3 separate regions of the Mus musculus genome follow, and all the other regions are linked to region 3. The links are chromatin contacts, called in public HiChIP or PLAC-seq maps. All regions are on one chromosome and are shown on one strand. The core of a region is the stretch at or near the end of the contact, and the rest is flanking DNA. Distances in the headings are between cores, read along the strand shown.

Region 1 (3,348 bases), core at 243-2,742, 360 kb before region 3:
TGGGATCTCAGGAGTGCTAATCCCCCTGGGGAAACAGTGGAGAGGTTTTAAGCTGGAGGGTGGAGTGGGTTCATGTACCACTGAGGCTAGCCTCATTCTGGCAGAAACATAGACACTGGTGACCTTGGAGTGGCAAGGACCTTTGCCAGGGTATGGACGTTACAGATTTGGAATACAGACCTGACAGGGCAGTTGCAGCCCTTGCTGGTGGTGATCTGAGCATGGGTGACCAAAGGGACATGTTTCTGACGGGTAGAAGATGAAGAGAAGATGGAGGTTGGCACTGTGCTTGCTGTGGCCATTTAAAATCTGAGAATGTGTGCTCTGCCTGGCAGAGGTACTATAGGGTTAGTGTAGTTCCATGGGGAACCAGAAACCATCAAGGTGTTTGTTCACCCTTGAGAAAGGCATCCTTACCCAGGGGCATGTGGAAGATGGGATAGAGGGAAGGAAGCCATGAACTGAGGAGAGTCAGTGTGGTCAGTCTCCTGCGAAGGCATGGCCCTTGTCACCTAACAGGGAACCGAGACATACCTCCCCAGTTCCTCTTGCTCTGAAAGCATCCTTGTAAGATCTCCTTATCTCTCTGGGAGTAGCTCCACCTGTCCATCTCTCTAAAAGCAGTATGGGTTTCTCCTCCTAAGAATAAAAAAGACTAACTCGAAAATAGATTGCCTTTGTTGGCATATGCTAATGCTCTGAGAAGTGGCCATGTTCTGGTAGAGGGCAGGCACTATTCATTTCAGTCAATGGGATGCTGGATCAAAAGGAAAAGCAGGCCCTAGGCTAAAACAGAAGCAGAGGCCAGGTCTGGCATTGAACTTGTGAGTATGCTCAGACTCAGTGCACAGCCATTACCTGGGGACATAGTGCAGCAGAGCCACCTGCCCTTCCCTGTGCCATGACTGTCCTGTCCATCAGCCAGTGAAGAGGCCCCTCCATTTCTTCTCAGGGACAAGAGAAGGACTTCACTGGAAAACCTGCCCAGCACCCTCTACAGCATTTTATGTAGATTATGCAAATAATGCACATTTCTTGCTGTGGCCATCCAGGCACTATTACCTAATGCTCTCCTGGTCTCATTCACTGCTGACATAAAGATCTCTAAGTGTTGTTTCCATGGAGACAGCAGAATGGAGGACAATCCTGCCCACAGGTTAGAATCAGAGAGAAATGTTCCAAGAGGAAACTCCCTAAAATGTGTTCCTTCTTTTAAAAGCCCAACGCTGGTGGCATGGACTTACATTCCTCTTGGTGATTTTTGTAGTGGTTGGTTCTGTTTTACAAAGTGTCTAACCTACTTTGATGAAACTTTAGACCTCCAGACAGATTTATGGATCAATTTTCTTGCCTGCAACACGCACTTTGCAGGAGCCCTTTTCTAAGTATTTTGAATTCCAAGAAAACGAAAACAAGAAAAGTAGATGCGTCAAGACTTCCTCTTTTTCCAGAACACATCACCCCTCCTGTGTCACAGCTACTTACTTCTCTTCCTCTTTCCCCAAGTGTGTGATCAGTTCTCCATCAACACCCTTCCTCCACAGCCTGAAGCCTGGAATCAGCTACATGGGGCCGCCATATTAAAATTCCATGGACGTCTCATGGGAGGGTTAGAGAGTTCTCCCAAAATTCTGACATTCTGGCATGAGCCAGGCCACATGGATTGGACCACTCCTGATATCTTCTGGGGTTGCGGTAATTGAAAATTCTTGGCACCCCTCCTCAAGTGGCTGCATTGCCCAGTCTCTGGGTTGTACTGTGGCCTTCTACCTGTGTGTCTGTGCACATATTTAGATTAGGGACCATCTTTTGTGTGTGTGTGTGTGTACATGTATGTATATGTGTGTGCATGTGTGTATATGTGTGCATGTGTGTGCATGTATATGTGTATGTATTGTGTATATGTGTGTGCATGTCTGTACATGTGTATGTGTGCATGAGTGTGTCCATATGTGTAGAGTTGTATTATGCAGTTGTGTGTGTGCATATGTGTGTGCATGTGTATTTGTGTGTGCATGCATTTGTGCATGTGTGTGCATGTGTGTGTACACGTGTATGTGTGCATGTGTATGTCATATGCACACATAACAGGTGTGCATATGTGTGTGCAGTTGTATGTATGGATATGCGTGCATATGTTTGTGCATGTGTATTTTGTGTGTGCATGCATTTGTGCATGTGCGTGCATTTGTGCGTGTGTGTACGTGTATGCATGTGTGTGTGTTGCAAACGTTTAGAAGTAAAATTAGAGCATGTTTCTTTTGGAATTGGAGCTCAGTTTCAAACTAAACCTAAGCCAGGCACTTGTCATACGTTGGATCGCTTCTTCCTAAAACAGTTATGCTGAAAGCTTCCAGCCCCACCTGTGCGTGTATGCATGTGTGTGCATTTGTGTGTGTGAGTGTATGTATGTGTGTATGTGTGTATACATGTATGTGTGCATGCTTGTGAAGGCCAGATGTTGCTATCTGGTGCTTCTCTCTCTTACTCTACATCCTATATTTTAAGGCAGGGCCTTTTGCTGGGTCAGGAACTCAGCATTTTGGAAAGAATTTCTGGCCACAGGAATCCTCCTATCTCTGCTAGGATTGCAGGTAGTTGTGGCCTTGGCCTCCTTTTTCTAGGGATGTTGAGGTTCTGAACTCAAGTCTGTAGTGCACATCTTACTCACTGAATCATCTCCCCAGCTCCTAAGGGTCCATTTTGAAGACAATTTGCTTATATTTATGAAAACCCTCTTTCCAAATACAGAAACATTTAACAGGTGGGGCTGGAAGCTTTCAGCATAACTGTTTTAGGAAGAAGCAATCCAACGTATGACAAGTGCCTGGCTTAGGTTTAGTTTGAAACTGAGCTCCAATTCCAAAAGAAACATGCTCTAATTTTACTTCTAAATGTTTGCAATCAGTGCACTTTTTATAAGAATTTTCATTTTATGTGTAGGAGGGTTTTTTGTCTGCATGTGTGTATATAAGCTATGTGTGTGCAGTGCCCACAGAAGCCAGAAGAGAATTGTGTATGCCCAAGAATAGTTGGTCATGAGCTGCCACATAGTTGCTGGATATCAAACCTTCATCCTCTGCAAGATCAACAAGTGTTGTGCACTGCTGAACCAACCCTCCTGCCCATCTTAAGTTCCCTTAATAAGCTATGGCGTATTGAAAGTTTTGTCACTTGCATTCCTCCAGGATAATTATGTTATCACTTAGAAATAAAACAACACATCAGGACTATCAGGAAACTCAATGGTTACATGTACGCTTGTGCACACACAGATACACATGCATGCTTATGAACACACACAGGCACACATGCATGCTTAGGCACACACACAGGCACACATGCATG
Region 2 (3,134 bases), core at 526-3,025, 380 kb before region 3:
CTATGTTTGATTCCATCAACCTCCCCGCCTGGTGAGCCAATGATTGGGGGGGAGGGGGCTTACTTACACAGCCATGGGTGAGGACCTGTGGGCAGGAGCAGCCACATCAGAAAGGTTGCATCCAGCAGGGATAATGGCTCCTCCAAGACTGTGTAGATGGACCCCCCCCCACCCCCGTAGTCCCTGTTTCTATAATCTATCCCCTCCCTGAGATTCAGAGACTGTATGCAATTAGGGCTGAATTGCATACAACGTGTTATGAGGGGCAGTTGGATATTCAAAGTGAGAGTCCCAAGACTCTCCACAACACCTTCTCTGAGAGAATGTCAATAACAAACACAGCTGTAATGACTTTGAACACGCCCATTTTAACTCCTGAAGAGGAGGTGGTTTCCTTCAGAGGATAGTACTGTCTAGCATATTTTTATTATCTCTAAGAATGATATAGTACACTTTTAATGCTTAATTTTAATATTATCATATCATAGTCTTTAATGTTTAGTAGTGAAGGCACAAGATATATGATTTAAAAGCATTTCTTGATGCAGTCCATACATTTTCTGAAAAAAACAAAAACCAAAAAAAGGTACAAAGCTTTTGCACATTAAGGAGCAGCACACCTTCAACACATTGCACCTCTCTTTGAACCTGGGGACACGCCCATGGTTTTGTCAAGGAGCATAAAGAGGAACTTGCCTCAGAAACCTGACAGCAAAGCTCTCAGTTTCTCCTCCTTCTCTCCAAGCCAAAACTTTGCTCTGTGGAGGAGTGGATGACCATGACCCAGGAAAGCTAGCAGGAGCCTCCGGATGTTAACAGGCATAATGAAATGAGGTTGTCTGCCCTCCCCACCCCAGGCCTACCATTCCTCAGTGCCTTGGTTGGCCAATAGGTTGACCTCAGCTCAGGTTTTATTGCATATTTATTTAAGAAACATGCCTGCTGAAATGACCCTTTTTGACCATACACAAGACCATGTATGTCACTGATCTGAGTGCTGACATGTGTTGGATATGATATGTTTTATTATGTCGAAACCAGGGCTCCTAAACTCTTCTCTAGTCCCAACTTCGTAGGTTAGTAGACCCTTATTTTAATGCTTTCACTAGACCAATGTTCCTGCAAACAGCTGCACAAACATGCAGAACCTTGCAGTACATGTGTGCATACCTCTGCACACACATACACACACAGACATGCATGTGGGTGGGTGTACATTTTAGATGTCATACCCATGTTTATGTGTGTAAGATAACTAGTCAAAGTAGAATAGAATTTGGTAGCATGAAGCAGGAAACACAGAAAGAAATTAGGTTTGGGGAATAGACTGTTTCGAGGAAATTATGGGTGGTATATAACAAGATTTCAACCATGTACCTGGCCAGATGAATGAGTTTCTTCAGGAGACAGGTTCAGGAGGAGTTGTGGAGGGAACTGACCAACTAGGAAGGCCAGGCTTCCTATAGAATCTACATGCCTTCCGAGTAGAAATCCATTTGGCAGCTAGACAATGCTTTTGGATGCTCTGCTGAGGCCATTCATTCATTCCTGCCACAACCATTTACTGAGTGTCTGTTCAGTGGGCTGGGCAAGAGTGGGAGGTGGAAGTCAGCATCCATCACACTCATGAGAAGCCAACTGTGAGCATCGAGCCGTCAGCCCGCAACAGGGCATCAAAGTCCTGAAGACAGACGACAGGGATGTCAGTGTATCCTAACTAAGTCCCCCCCTGGGACCTATCTCAGTGCCAGTATCAGGAGACTGATCTAAAAGGAAGTTCATCTTGGCCAATGGGTTATTTATACCACACATCCTGTGCAGCGGCCATTTCTCTGAGCATTAGCTACTCTGTGGTGGGGCTTGGGCTCCATTCGCAGAGAAGAGTCTCCACTTCTGTTATCCTCCAGTGTCAATCTGGAGCCTGTGACATTGTGAATCTCTTGTTTGTCTTTTCACTGAAGGAGAAAAGCCACCCTTGTTTATAATTTGTGGGTTATTTGAATATAATGACATTGCAGGCATAGTTACAGGAAATACTTTCTTGCAGTTATTTTGTTATGTCTCAATTCTGCACAGTGTTCAGCCAAGGAAACTGGGAAAACAAATGTTACCAGCTCAAAAAAAGAAAATTGAAGACAGAAGTATTCTCAGAACCCACTGTCTGCTACCAGTGGGAGCCTGACAGTGGAACATGACTCCAGAGTAGAGAGGGGCAGAAGAATACGCTCTCAGGGTTATTGTGTAACTAACTTCTTGATCTAAAAAAAAAAACATTAATTTTTTATTACAATCATTTACCATGTGTAAAAATGAAGATAACTGATTTTTACTTACCTGTATAAATAGCTGGCAATTTTGCCTCATGGAAAATAGCATATAGTGTGAATCCTATGATTTATTCGTGGCAGAGAATTGAGCAAATGTGTTTAATTAAAGATTAAGAACAAAAGCACTCATTCAAATGTGTTACAGTTTGACTACCTTCTCTAAAATTACTTGCATTATCACAATAATAAAATGTTTGGCAACTGGGTAAAAGTCCTCTCCAATGTCCCTGCTCCTATTCCGATCCATTAGCTGACCTGAGAGAGTTTGAAGATATCAGAGATATGTATTTTTACATGTCGGTCAGAATTTGCAGTTCAAGGTTAGCAGGGCTAATGGTAAGACCCTATCTCATGAAAGCTCAATGCTATAGACAGTCAGACAGACAGACAGACAGGCGGGTGGGTGGGTTGAGTGGTTGGGTAAGTAGGTAAGTGGATGGGCAGATGGGTGGATGGATGGGTGAGTGGATGAATGGATAGTGATAGATAGATGGATAGATAGATATCCTGATTGGCAAGCCAGTTCCCCATACTTTCTTGCCAGCACACTGTCAGTGTTGGGGCCTCTCTACACTTGTGCTTACCTTGGCAATTCAGGAGTGCAGCTCTTCTTGGCTTGCATGGACTTTCCTAGAAGACATTGCAGCCCAAGGATGTGGCAACGTGTACCTTTGTGACTGGCCTTTCATGTACAGCATCACTCAGAGGGGAAAGGCGGTGTTGAGATCCATGTTAGGATAAGCTTTTGTTTGACTCTCTCTGTCTCTCTGTCTGTCTGTCTCTCTCTGCCTGTCTGTCTCTCTGTCT
Region 3 (3,542 bases), core at 892-3,391:
ATTCCAAGTGAGTAAGACAGGAGAGAACATGCAGCGTGAAGAAAGAAAGCAGAGTCCCTGGGACTCTCTTGGTGCTTTGGTGGGGTGGGCAAGCGATATAAGTGTCTGATCCAATTTTAGGATGTTTCCCAAGATGGCAGAATCTATAGACATCTCCTTACCTTATTAAAATGGGCACAGGTATAGCATTTGTGTGCAATCCCCTCTCTCTCCTCTTCTGTATCTAGTTTGTGTCATCTCAGAATGACTTTACCCTACCTGTCGCACAGCAGATGCGTATCTCTGTCCTGTATGTTTGAGCGGTGGTGGGCCGGACCCTCAGAGACAGAGACAGGACCCACTGCGTTCATTTTTTCCCTAAGGTTGTTTTCAACCCAGCACATCAAGTACAGCCATGCTTCCCAGGCAGGGGCAGCCATCGCTGAAAGTCGGCAGAACTCGTTGATTCACTTTTTCAAGCTTGTATGTGTGTGTGCACATGTGTGTGCAGGTGTGTATGTGGAAGCAGCAGCTGCTGTCCACACTCTTTCATCACTTGGGATTTTTTTTTTTTTTGAGGAAAGGTCTCTGACTGAACCTGGAGTTCACCATTTCAGTTGGCAGCCCCCCTCCCCCAAATCCATTTGTATCAACCCCCAGGAATAGGGTATAGGTGCCTACTGCCCACTGGCATTTGACACAAGTGCTGGGCGTCCAAACACAGGTCTTCATGCTAGTGCAGCAAGCACCTTATCTACTGAGCATCTCCCAGCCCATCAGCCCTCCTTTTTTTGTTTTGTTTTTGTTGTTGTTGTTGGGTTTTTTTTTTTGGTTTTTTGTTTTTTTATTTTGTTTGGGTTTGGTTTTTGGAGCTTTCTCTGTGTAACATTGGCTGCCCTGGAACTCACTCTGTAGACCAGGCTGACCTCAAACTCACAGAGATCTGCTTGCCTCTGCCTCCCTAGTGCTGGGATTAAAGTGGGGTATAAGCGCCCTGCTCTATTTAATTTAAATAACATTAGAACAAAAGACACAAATAGGGTCCAAGCCCAGCCCCTGAGCTCTACTGAGTCACTTCCAGAGAACTCCAGAGAATGTCACACATGGCTTTCCCATTCTCCAAGTGGATGGCTCACTCTCAAACTGCTGGTCACTCCGCACAACCAGGCAAAGGTTGTTTCTATGGAGAACTGAGTTCTGTGCTTCAAGTTTTCAGTTAGGCTCTTGAGGCTTGGACGTTGGCCAAGAGCAGAGACTCTGGTCTGCATTCTGCCTACATGGACACAGACAGGACAGGGTCAGGCCAGCTGGACACAGGGGCTCTTCGCACGAATATCAGTCAGCCTACAGAAGCTGTGCAAGTCCAATGGGTTGTGTCCTGCCTATAAGTCCCTAAGTAAATTATGCAACTCTACCGTCAACAGATCATGGTGGAAATAGCAAGAGGAAGGGAAATGGAACGGACACACGTGTAAGTGCCGGCTGTTAGGAAGCACCGGTGGGAAAATAAGGGGGGAAATGCTAAGTGCATGCTGGGAATATCCTGCAAACACAGAAGTTATCCCTGGAATCTGGGGGAGAGCATTCATTTCCTTGGAAAAAAAAAAAGTCCCCAACCGTGTGTGTGTGTGTGTGTGTGTGTGTGTGTGTGTGTGGTTAGGCTTGCACATGTGTACACATGTGTGGATCTCAGAGGACAATTTGTGGGAACCAGTCTCCCCTTTTTCAGTATAGGTGCCAGGGACTGAACTCAGGTGGCTGGGCTTGGCCGCAGGCCTCCACTCACTGAGCCCTGTCGCTGGCCTGGGTGCGTGCATTTCCATGCTCAGAGTTACTTGTACCCAGAATTGGACATGGCATAATCTACGGTCCCCTGTAACCTTGGAGAATCTTCGGGGATTTCCTGAGTTTGTGAAGAGCAGACCTCCCTCCCAGCCCTTCCTGGCTGTTTTGATTTTTCAAAGGCAACATTTTAAAAAGAAAGTTTCCTTCCACTTGCTTTGGGGTGCCTAAAGTAGCAACTGTGCAGAAGGTTCCCTCAGAGAGACACAAAGAGAGGGATGTTACCGGTACTGCTTAAGGAAAATGGCTACCCCACATCCCCCGGGCAGAAGATCCTTTGCATGTGTAATCTTCCTTTTCGTGACAAAGGGCAAGTTTCACATCCCCAGAAACAGTCCCCAAAAGGAGAAGATGACTCATGTGTCCCAACCTACACCAAGGAGAATGAGAGTTACGGAGCCACTGAGAACGGGGGGTGGGGGGTGGGGATAGAGCAGCCCACCCACAGGCCAAGAAGGGCAGCGGGCTCCCAGCAAGAGACTGGAGGCCAACGGGCTTGGAGGGCGGGGCAGGGGTCAAGCTGGAATGTAGTGATGTTTAGAGCCTGGGCAAGCAGTGATCTTCAGCCACCTATCTTCTTGCTTACTTTTTGCTTCCTGCCCTCAGCCCTCCTAGGGGAAGCCATATACAGTGTTATAGTATCTTGATCCTGCAGTTTAGTCATTTGCTACATGCAAAGGGAAGCAGTGTGTCTCAGGCTAGACAGAGAGGCAGGGTCCTGCTGATTCTGTATTAGACCCCAGGGCTGTCAGTGTCCACCACTGAGTCCTCCCCTGAGGCCCTGGGACTGCCTGGCCTTGCAAAGCATGCCCCACAGCCCCAGCAAGTGTCCAGGAAGGCTCACCCCGTGACCTTCTTTCCAACTAAATAAAGCAGTTCGTATTTTGTTCTGCCCTTTGGATGGGCAGACTGGCGTCGAGGAGGACGCCACATGTTGCTGTCTTGGCTTGTTTATATAGTGGATCAGCCCCTCGCTGTCATGCCTTAAAGGGTGGCCAGCTGGTGATGCAGCCATGAACCGCCAAGTTCAAGTAGAAATCAGTCTGAGCAGCAATTCTGACACCTGTTGAGCGTTCCTCCTCTTCCCCAATTCCTCCCCCATCAGGTGTCCTTGGGCAGCTCACAAAAGCTGTTACCACTTTGTATTTTGCAGAAGAGAAAGCTAGGGCTGTGAGACAGTAACAAAGTTGCCCTTGAGTATGACTGTACAGGCAACGAGTGGGATTCGAACACGGGTATACTGGGTTGCTGAGCTCTCACACTTAGCCCTCTCCCTATGTACTTCCAGCTCTGGAATGTTCTGAGCAAGCTTTGTCTCTGGATGCTTGGCTGAGTCCAGACTTCCCCCTTCTTCCCCTGGTCTTTCTTTTTTGATGCTCCTTCCTCTTGCCTTCAGCCCTCTTGTCACTCCTGTCAAATATCAGTCCTCTGGGATCACAGCCATCCACTGAAGCTGATGCGGCGGGTTCCTTCAGTACCAGGAGCAGAATAAAGATTTCGAGGCTTCCCCCTCTCTGTCGGCCCTCTCACTGGCTGGATGATTCAGAGCATCAGTGGCTTACCGCTTGCCCCTCTACCACCAAAAGCCTCTGCCTCCAGCCAATGCCCCTGATCAGCACCAAAGTGATCTATGTCCTGGCCAGCCAGGGTTTCTGGGAAAGCGGGGTCTCCCATCAGGCAACAGACTAAAACATGAAGTCTTGGACAGCCCAGTCTCTCTG

The links. HiChIP or PLAC-seq counts read pairs in DNA pulled down with a chosen protein or histone mark.
Region 1: a contact with region 3 is called in an H3K27ac HiChIP or PLAC-seq map of microglia, with 6 times the contacts expected there. The contact joins two enhancer-like sites. A contact is called at or near these places in 1 of 484 Hi-C or Micro-C datasets (bone marrow-derived macrophages) and 6 of 115 datasets of contacts at active chromatin or transcription factors (bone marrow-derived dendritic cells, bone marrow-derived macrophages, embryonic stem cells and 2 more).
Region 2: an H3K27ac HiChIP or PLAC-seq map of microglia shows a contact between it and region 3, with 4 times the contacts expected there. The contact joins two enhancer-like sites. A contact is called at or near these places in 4 of 115 datasets of contacts at active chromatin or transcription factors (embryonic stem cells, microglia and pancreatic cancer cells).

The regions. Positions count from the first base shown.
Region 1 is chr16:93,029,940-93,033,287 of GRCm38.p6, reverse strand. No RefSeq gene overlaps it. Among named protein-coding and RNA genes, the nearest start is that of Gm41499, 75 kb to the right of the region's middle. Within about 2 kb of position 1,492, at least 65 of the 459 cell types and tissues checked have an H3K27ac peak or open chromatin away from gene starts, as enhancers often do. A contact at or near this core is called in bone marrow-derived dendritic cells, bone marrow-derived macrophages and microglia, where this site is marked.
Region 2 is chr16:93,050,117-93,053,250 of GRCm38.p6, reverse strand. No RefSeq gene overlaps it. Among named protein-coding and RNA genes, the nearest start is that of Gm30474, 80 kb to the left of the region's middle. Within about 2 kb of position 1,775, at least 16 of the 459 cell types and tissues checked have an H3K27ac peak or open chromatin away from gene starts, as enhancers often do. A contact at or near this core is called in microglia, where this site is marked.
Region 3 is chr16:92,674,485-92,678,026 of GRCm38.p6, reverse strand. All of the region lies in intron 4 of Runx1 (runt related transcription factor 1), which reads left to right. Among named protein-coding and RNA genes, the nearest start is that of Gm30224, 80 kb to the right of the region's middle. Within about 2 kb of position 2,141, at least 56 of the 459 cell types and tissues checked have an H3K27ac peak or open chromatin away from gene starts, as enhancers often do. A contact at or near this core is called in bone marrow-derived dendritic cells, bone marrow-derived macrophages and microglia, where this site is marked.